Linked DNA regions of Manis pentadactyla: region 2 is linked to region 1. A link is a contact called in public Hi-C data. All regions are on one chromosome and are shown on one strand. Each heading gives the region's core, a stretch centred on a gene start, on an enhancer-like site or on the middle of the called end of the contact. The rest is flanking DNA. Distances are from core to core; before and after follow the strand shown. Region 1 holds the start of TMEM191C (transmembrane protein 191C). Region 2 holds the start of SDF2L1 (stromal cell derived factor 2 like 1).

Evidence for each region. Hi-C and Micro-C count contacts between places; a contact is called where the count stands out from the background.
Region 2: a Hi-C map of skin fibroblasts shows a contact between it and region 1, with 6 times the contacts expected there. The contact joins the promoter of SDF2L1 here to the promoter of TMEM191C in region 1. A contact is called at or near these places in 3 of 3 Hi-C or Micro-C datasets (blood, fibroblasts and skin fibroblasts).

Annotation. Positions count from the first base shown.
Region 1 is chr14:4,217,235-4,221,419 of mManPen7.hap1, reverse strand. TMEM191C (transmembrane protein 191C) reads left to right here and starts at 1,923. Exons shown (of 10, transcript XM_057491974.1): 1 at 1,923-3,212; 2 at 3,476-3,599; 3 at 3,705-3,755; 4 at 3,876-3,953; 5 at 4,123-4,173. The coding sequence starts at 3,067. The region is part of intron 1 of LOC130680727 (RIMS-binding protein 3C-like); the gene reads left to right.
Region 2 is chr14:4,353,566-4,357,750 of mManPen7.hap1, reverse strand. SDF2L1 (stromal cell derived factor 2 like 1) reads right to left here and starts at 2,040. Exons shown (of 3, transcript XM_057491743.1): 1 at 1,804-2,040; 2 at 1,234-1,430; 3 at 1-377. The coding sequence starts at 1,990. The coding sequence ends at 96.

The sequences.
Region 1 (4,185 bases), core at 674-3,173:
GTGGGGCTGCCAGGGCTCGGAGGCCCAGGCTCCAAGGTCAGTTCTGCCTCCTTCTATTGTCAGAACAAGACTCCTGGTCTGGAATGCAGACTCCAGCTCCTGTTGGCAGAAAGAGAAACTGGGGTCATTTTTAACCTACTATAAGTAACCAAGCAACCTCAGTCTTGCTTATATGTCTCACCATGAGTGGAGGGAGGCCCAGCCCCTGGTCGCAGTGGGCTTCCTCAGCTCCCCCGAGAGCCCGCCCTTCGGGTGACCCGCTGCTGGCCCTGGGGAGCAGCATGCGGGACCTTGGCCCCCCCTCCCCGGCCCATACACCATCCCCTCTTCCCACCTGGGTCCTTCTCCTTGTCCTCCCTGCCCTCTGGGACTCACCCCTGTGCGTTATAGTTTATGTCAACGTTATCATGGGTACAGCTCATTCTACTTCCTGCTTTTTTTACTGTCAACATTATTTTCAGGTCTCTTTGTGTTGATTTTAGCAGCTCCTAGCTCATTTTAACTTCTCTACTGGATTCCCTTAAATATTAAGTTCATAGAACACATTTCACTCAGTCCCACAACACAGGCGGAGCACTACTGTTCCCAGTGCTTTGAGAACATGTAAGAAACTTCCTCTGTGGAACTGTGGGTTGTGGAGAGCCGCCACACCTAGTCAATGTTCCTACCCAACTGGTCCCCCAAATGGCCCGTGGACAGTGCTGGTGTCAGCGCTCCAGGACCTCTGTGTACTCAGCTCATTGCTCATATGGGACGTTAACCATCGTCTTAATCCTGGCTGCCTGGGGAAGGGAAGTGCCGTCTGTACTCTGCTGGGTGTGGAAGGCGTCCCCACAGGGCATTGCCCGATCAGACCCTTTGCTCTTCCACGTTTGGTCTTTCTTGGATTGGGCCCAGGATTTCCTATATATTCTAGTTATTAATCATTTGATTACAAAGTTTGCACAGGTCTTTTCCCATTCTATCATCCACTTAGAACATCTGTCCGTGGTGTCTTTTGTTCCAAGTGGACTGTTATATTATTATTATTATTATTACTACTATTATTATTATTTTAAACCAAGGTATCATTGATATATAATCTTATGAAGATTTCACATGAGCAACATTGTGGTTTAAACATTCACCCATATTATCAAGTCCCCCCCAACCCCATTGCAATCACCATCCATTAGCATAGTAAGATGCCATAGAGTCATTACTTGTCTAAGTGGATTGTTTTTAAGTGTATGATTATATGCAGTAAAATGCACAGATCTTAAGAATTCCATGTGATGAGTTTTGCCTACTGCCTACTCTTGGGTCTGGTGCCCAGTCACCTCCAGCCAGGAAGCAGTACTGCTGGTGCCACGGTGCTCTCCATCAGCAGGAATCCCTAAGTTTGACAGAGCCCAGGCCATCAGTTTCCCTCCAGAGGTTGTGTTTGCTTAAGAAATCTTTCCCTGGACCAAAGTCCCAAATCTACAGCTACCCAATTTAAGTCTCTGATCCTTGTAGGGTTGTCTTTTTATGTAGAATTTGATGTAGGGATCTTGTTTTATTTCTCTTATCATGACCCAGCTTTCCCAGCACCATCTGTCATGTGGCCATGGGGATGCCTCCCCAGCATCCTTTGTGCCTTCACTTTGGCCCCATTCCCATTTGCTGGTGGCTGCTTGAGGAATGAGCATGTGCCCTAGTTCTGGCCCAGGAGAGGTGGGGGGAAATCTAAGAGAGATACCACAAGATAGAACAGATTGACTTGTTCTTTTAGGCGCCTCATGCTTACATGGTGGCTGCAGCGATTGCAGGCATCACATGAAGACAACATCAATAAGCAACAAGATATCTCCCCAGTATCTCTTTTTATAGTGAGGCACGCCTCCCAGAAAACCCCAGCTGACATCCCTTGAGTTTCACAGGCAGAATCCCACAAGAGGGAAGCAAGACAGCCAGGGTTGGGTTTAGACCAGTCCTGCTTTACGCCTGGGACTAGCAAAGGATGGGCCTGCTGCCCCAGAAGAACAAGGCCCTTGGCAAAGAGATGCCCTAAGGGGCTTGTATTGCCAAGAAGGAACTGGACAGGGGTAGCTTTAGGGTAGACAAACTCTTCAAACTTTTCTACGACTTTTTCTTCCTTCTTGCAGGCCCTCTAGCACTTTATTAGAGCTTAGTAGGAAGGTCACTGTTCTCTTAAAATCTTTAAGGGAAGCTGCTAATACTTCCTCTTTACTCTGTTTACTAAGTAGCCTTCATTGGGTTAGAGAGTCCCTTTCTATCCCTCTTTCAAAATATCTTTTAAAACCATCAGTAGATGCTGAACTCTGTCATATTCTGCGTCTGCTGAAATGCACCGCTGAATGGTGGTGTCCTTCCTCCTGTCTGTATGGTGAACATCAGTTTTCTGATCTTGAACAATCCCTGGAATAAACTCTGGTTGGTTTCCAAGTACCTTTCAGTGTACCCCTTGGGATGTGGCTAGTAAATACTTTATTTAGGATTTTAGCATCCAAGTTCATAATTGAAATCAGCCAAATAAAGGCAGATTTTAAAAGGACAAGTTTACCTACAGTCTCACCAAACAATGAAACAGCTTGTCCTCCTGTTTCAGTTAAAGATCTTGTCCGTCTTCTTTATAATCATAGTTATTTTAGTATAAATGCTAAATCATATTTTTTTCCACTAGACATCATCTATGCATGCCATGTAATAGATTATTTTAATAATCACAATTGTTTCCCTTTTGTGTGATTACTGTACTGTAACCACTTCAATGAACCATTTAATACACACTGGTTTTTAAAAATTGTTTTTCTTCCCGGCATGAATTTTGAGGAGTGGGATAACGGGATCAATACATATGAACATATTAATGGATTCTGATATATATTTCCAAGCCTTTTCCACAAGAGAGATTGATCGGTATTCAAGCGCTAATAATCCTTTATTGATTCGATTGTGGCTCTTCCGTAACATTCCTTCAAAGGGCTACTGAGCGGGCGCCCCCTGCCGCCCATTGTGACGCCGGCCGCAAACCGGGTCCCGCGGCGGGAGGCCGTGGGCAGAGCCCCGGGAGCCGGCGCTGAGATGCAGGAGCTGCTCCTGCAGCTGCGGAAGGACAACCGCGACGGGCGCCTGAGGAAGCAGGAGCTGGAGGAGCTGGTGCGCGGGCTTGAGGCCGAGAGCGAGAGCCTCACTGGGCGCCTGCAGGACCTGCGCGAGCGCGAGCGCAGGTGCGGCCGTTGCACGGACAACGTGGCTCCACTGGCGGGGCACTCGGGACTTCGCAGAGCGTCCCGCGGGCCCGTCGGTTCGTCCGCCCCGCCCGGGCCCGGACCTCGTTCTAGGAGGGCGGGACCAGGGCCATTGACTCAGGGGACCTCCGAATTCGAGGCTGTGGCGACAAGAGACCTGCGGCTATGCCTTCCTCGGGGCCACGGGAGCCTGAACACCCGCCGCCTCCCGCCGTGGCACTGCCTCAGTTTCTCCTCTGCAGCCTGCAGGGCAGGCGAAGCCAGACGGCGCGGACCCTGCGACGGGAGGCACGCGAGGCGGCGCGGGAGGACGCGGAGCAGGCGCGCGGACTACTGGAGGCGGCCGAGCGGCGCCAGAGCGACCTGGTGGGGGCGCGGCCCTGCGTGGGGCGGAAGGGGGCGGGGACAGGGCCCTGGGTGGGGCGGGGCGGGCATCGGAAAGGCCGGACCGCACCCGCGACCTGTCCGCAGGAGCAGCAGAACCTGCAGCTGCAGGAGCAGTGGGAAGAGCTGTCCAGTCAGGTACGGGCCCGTCTCATTTCCCGCCCCCAGTGCCCGCCCCCAGGCTCCCCCGTCCCCGCCCCCCAGGGCGTCCCCCGCGCCAGGAGCCGCAAAGCCCGCCCTCACAAGCCCCACCCGCAGCTCTTCTATTACGGAGCGGACCAGCTGAGACAGCAGCGCGCGGAGCGGCACCTTGGGACCCAACTGATGGCTTTGCAGGTGCTCGGGTGGGGCCCCGACGGCCGCTGGGGCGGCTCGGGCGAAGCCCGGGAGACTTGGGCGGGGCGGGGCAGGGCGGGGCGAGCGGCGTTGGGCGCGGCCCCGAGGCACGGCGCGGGGAGCGGCTGGAGGCCCTCCTGACGTTCCTGGGATTTTCCGGAAGAAACAGCTGGAGCTGGTGGAGGCCAAGCACGCCAGGCAGGCGGAGAGCCTGCGGCAGGTGCGGACAGAG
Region 2 (4,185 bases), core at 791-3,290, 140 kb before region 1:
AGGTACTTGAGAACCCCTACAAACCAAAGTCTCCACCAAGAGTAGCCCAGCAGATGCCCCACACCCTGCTGACCTCCATCCACCCACCCAGGTGCTCAGAGTTCATCATGACCTGCAGAGGGATCCATGCTGGGCTTGATGAAGATGCCTTCCATGGCCTTCCATGTATTGTGCATGTTGGCGCTGGGCATGCCATGCACCTCATGTTGCCCACGAATGGGGCTTCCATACTGCTCTCCCGTAATCGACAGGAACACAGAGGTGCCCACGTGCTGGAAGCGCACAGCAGCCTCCCTTGCCCAGTGCTGCCCTGAGCAGCGCACTGTCCACAGGTCCAGGTCGTCACCCTCACCGTCTTCCCCAAAGGCACTAACCTCCTAGGGGTGAGGAGGTGGAGAACGGTCACCACAGAGGGCACACTGAGTCCCCTAAGGTCACTTGCTTGGCAGAAGCACTCACACTCAGGATACTGGGCCTTGGGTCTTTCCTTGAGCCTCTGCTTCCACAGCTGCAAAATGGACCACCACTACCCCCACCCCAGACACCCAGCAGGCCCTCCCCAACAAGGATTCTTCTAACGCGCATGCCTCACCTCATCTCTCTGGGAGATAACCACTGGCCCCCACAGAGCTAAGGCCTCCTCCTCTCTCCTCCACATTTCCCGTCCTAACCCCTCTGACCCTCACTCCGCATAAAGGTCAACCCCTCAGGCTGACAGTCAAGGTCTCTATCTCATAATTTTTCTTCTGAGAACTCCCCAAAAGCACCACCCCACACCCTCCCTCACCAGCTCCCCCCGCCCCCACCCAGTTCCAGTGAACTCCAAGCACAAGCTCTTCCCCAGCCCCCTGTCTCCCCTCGGTGGCCTGGAGGACTCCTACTCATCCCTCCATACCCAGCCTGAGTCCCTCCTCTCCACTGGAATTCCCCACTCCCCACACCAAAGGCCGCGCAGATCCCTCTCCGGTGTCCAGCTGGCCCCCAGAAGAGAAACTGTTCAGCCAGGTCTCTCTTCTCTGTCTCTGTTCCGGGCCAAGAGTTCCTAGGCGCGGGACCCCAACCAAGTCACCCTGTGTCCCAAGAAGGGGCGCCCAGTAAGCACTTCTGAACTGAAATTCCAATTTCACAGAGCAGGCTGAGGCTTAGAGCAGGCGAGAGGAAGGGCTGAGGCTCTGTCCCCGGCCCCTCGTCCACACACCAGGAGCCTCTCCTGGGGCTGGTAAGGGGGCTCACCTGGTTGCTGGACAGCGGCGACGGGAAGTGGTGCGTGTGCAGGTTCTTGCCGGTGAGCACGTGCGTCAGCCGCACCGCCTGCCCGCAGCGCACGGGGGACCCGCGCGGGCACCCGCTCTCCGAACCGCCGCGGATCCGCCAGTAGCTATTGGCGTCGTCAGATGACTGCACGCCTGTCACCGACTGTTGGCCGCTTCCTGAGGGGCGACACCCCCACCCCGGGGTCTAGCTCAATCCCGGAACTCCCCACCCTTAGCCGGACGCCATAAAGTTTCCCAGACAACCTCGACCCTGGGACCCAAACGACTCACCTCCAGCCCCCCTAGCCCCCGGCTAAAGGCTCCTTGCCTCTCCACTCCCGGACTACCCTCCTCGCCCCGATCTCCCAACGATTCCCTCAAACCGCCGGTCCTTGTCCCCCTCGATCCCCCAACAACTCCAGTCCCCCAGCCCGGCTCCCTGATGATTCCCACATTCCTGGCCCGAAGATCCCCCACGACCACCCCGCCTTCAAACTCCCTGCCCCGGGTCCCGCCCTCTGGAGGTGCTCCAGTCCACCGCCCCGCGCACCAGATCCGTATTTGATGTCGTGCGAGTGCAGCCGCACCCTGTGCTGCGTGTTGAACAGCTTCAGCACCGACCCGCAGGTCACGAGCTCCACGCCGGGCTTGGCGGCACGGCTGCCCGCCGCCAAGAGCGCCAACAGCAGTCCCAGCTGCGCCAGTCCAGCAGCTCGACCACAGACCGCGCTCCACATCGCCCCGGCAGGGCTCCGGCAGCTCAGGTGCAGGGGCAGTTTCCGTCTCCGCCACCGGCCAATCCGGTTTAGCAGAGCCCGTCGCGGCAGCCAATCGCCGGCCCTTACGGCGCTCCATTGGGCCGGCCTAGAAGGGACCCGCCCTCAGCTTTCAAGAGCAGAGGACGGGAGGGGCTGGAGACACGAAGAGGGTTTTGATTGGTCCACGCTTCCGAAGACTCACCAATGAGTGCCAAGAGAAAGCTGATGCTGCGCCAAGTGACGTAAGAGCCGCCAGGGGAGGCTGCTGGTGAGGGTGTGCCACCCTGGGGCTGTTGGGCCCCTGGACACCTGGCTCAGGATCCAAAGACCCAGCAGGCACAGGTTCACGAAGCCCCTTGATGCCAGATCTCTGGGCTCTCAATCATGGTCACTCCCTGGTACCCTGGGTTCACAGCTGTAGGGTCTTGAGGTTGCTTGACCACTAAATTTGTGTGGTCACAAAGTCGACGGATCTCAGTAATCTCTCACCTGGTCCTTCAGTCAGTGGTCCCCGAAATTAATTAAATCCTCAGTCACCCAGTCATGGCCCCCTCTCTTACATGGGTCATCTCAGTCCCTGGACTCTGGCTTTTCTGAATTCCCCTGGCCACACACGGGCTCTTTTCATTGCAGAATCTCACGGTCACTAGGCCCTTGGGAAACAGAGGGCAGCAAGGAGCTGTGCTGTCCGTAGACAGCTTCTCACCAGAAAGCCCCAAAGCTGTCTTAAGAAACCAGAACCCAGAAACCAAGTGACTGGGAGCACCAAGCCTGGGTGACTGTCATCCCAGGTTTCCGTCACAAATGTGTCTCAGTCTCACTGTTTTCTAAGAGGGCTGTAGGCTCAGTCTTCAAGGGAGAAAAACTTACACCACCATTTATTTATTTATTCATTGAACATACTTATGTTGACTGCATTGCAGGCCCTGTGCTGGGAGCTGCAGGGGAACTGGCTCTGGGCTCCATTACACGATAGGCTGACTACCCATGCACGTGGGGCACTTGCAAACAGGCAGAAAAGTTTAATTAAATCATTCATTTACATTCAGAAAATCCAGAGTAGAGTCATTTAAATTACAGCACCATGTTATTTTGGGTTTTTCATGTTTGCTATTGTTTTTATTTTGAATTACATCTGGGATAAGGTACCTCATTCTTTTCAGCGCTTAAAGTGTCTAAATTGCTAATGGTCGGCTCTGGAACACACAGACCCTGCTCTTGAGGGGCCTCCACTCCCTCAGTGGAGGGCTATAACACAATCTGGGAAGCAATGGATGTGTCGTGTCCTCTTGGACATACCAACAAACATCTCAAACTTAATATGTCAAAAGCAGAATTCCTGTTCTCCTCCAAACTGCTCCTCCCCCAGGCTTCCAAGTAATGCCACCTCCATTGACCTCAGTTCAACACCAAACATGGGATTCTCTTTGAGTCCTCTCTTTATCCCACTCCTCACACCTAATGCAATGCATCTTGATGGCTGTAACTCCAAAACAGATTGTGAAGCATCTCTCCTGTATCCCTATCAAGCCTGTATTCCACCCTAATCAAGCCACCCCTTCTCCCCTCCAAGTATCTAGCACTGCCTCCTGACAGATCTTCCTACTTCTCAGGCCCTTCCAAGACATTCTCCACACAGGAAAGTGATTAATGTATCAAATCATGCCGGCCATCTGCAGAAAGCTTCCAATGTCTTCCCATTGCATATAGGACCAGAGGATAGTGGGAAGCAGCAGGCAATCTTCCTGACAGGCAGAGACAGGAGTCCAAGCATAACAGAGACCCCCAAACTGGAGCAGGAGAAGCCAATGTGGCTCTCCCTTACCTCCTGTGGCCTCATGGCCTCTCCTAGCTGTTCCCTTTTGCTGCCTCCCCCTGCAGACCACCTTCCCCAGATCACCCTGTGGGCAGATGCTTGGGGCCCTTTATGGATGCCACTCCAGGGTCCTCTACTTCCTGGCCACAGTCTGTCTTCAGTTTCAGATTCTCAGAAGATAGTCCAATCTGCTGCACTTGGTTCCAGGAAGTACTCAAGCCTCAGTCGGCTATGGGGACAGGAGAAGTGGTAGCTAGTCTCCAAATACAGCTACCAACAATTCCTCCATCCTACAGGCACAAGGAATTCCTCTCATCAAGACTTGGAGTCCATTTCCCCTCCCCTTGTATCTGAGCAA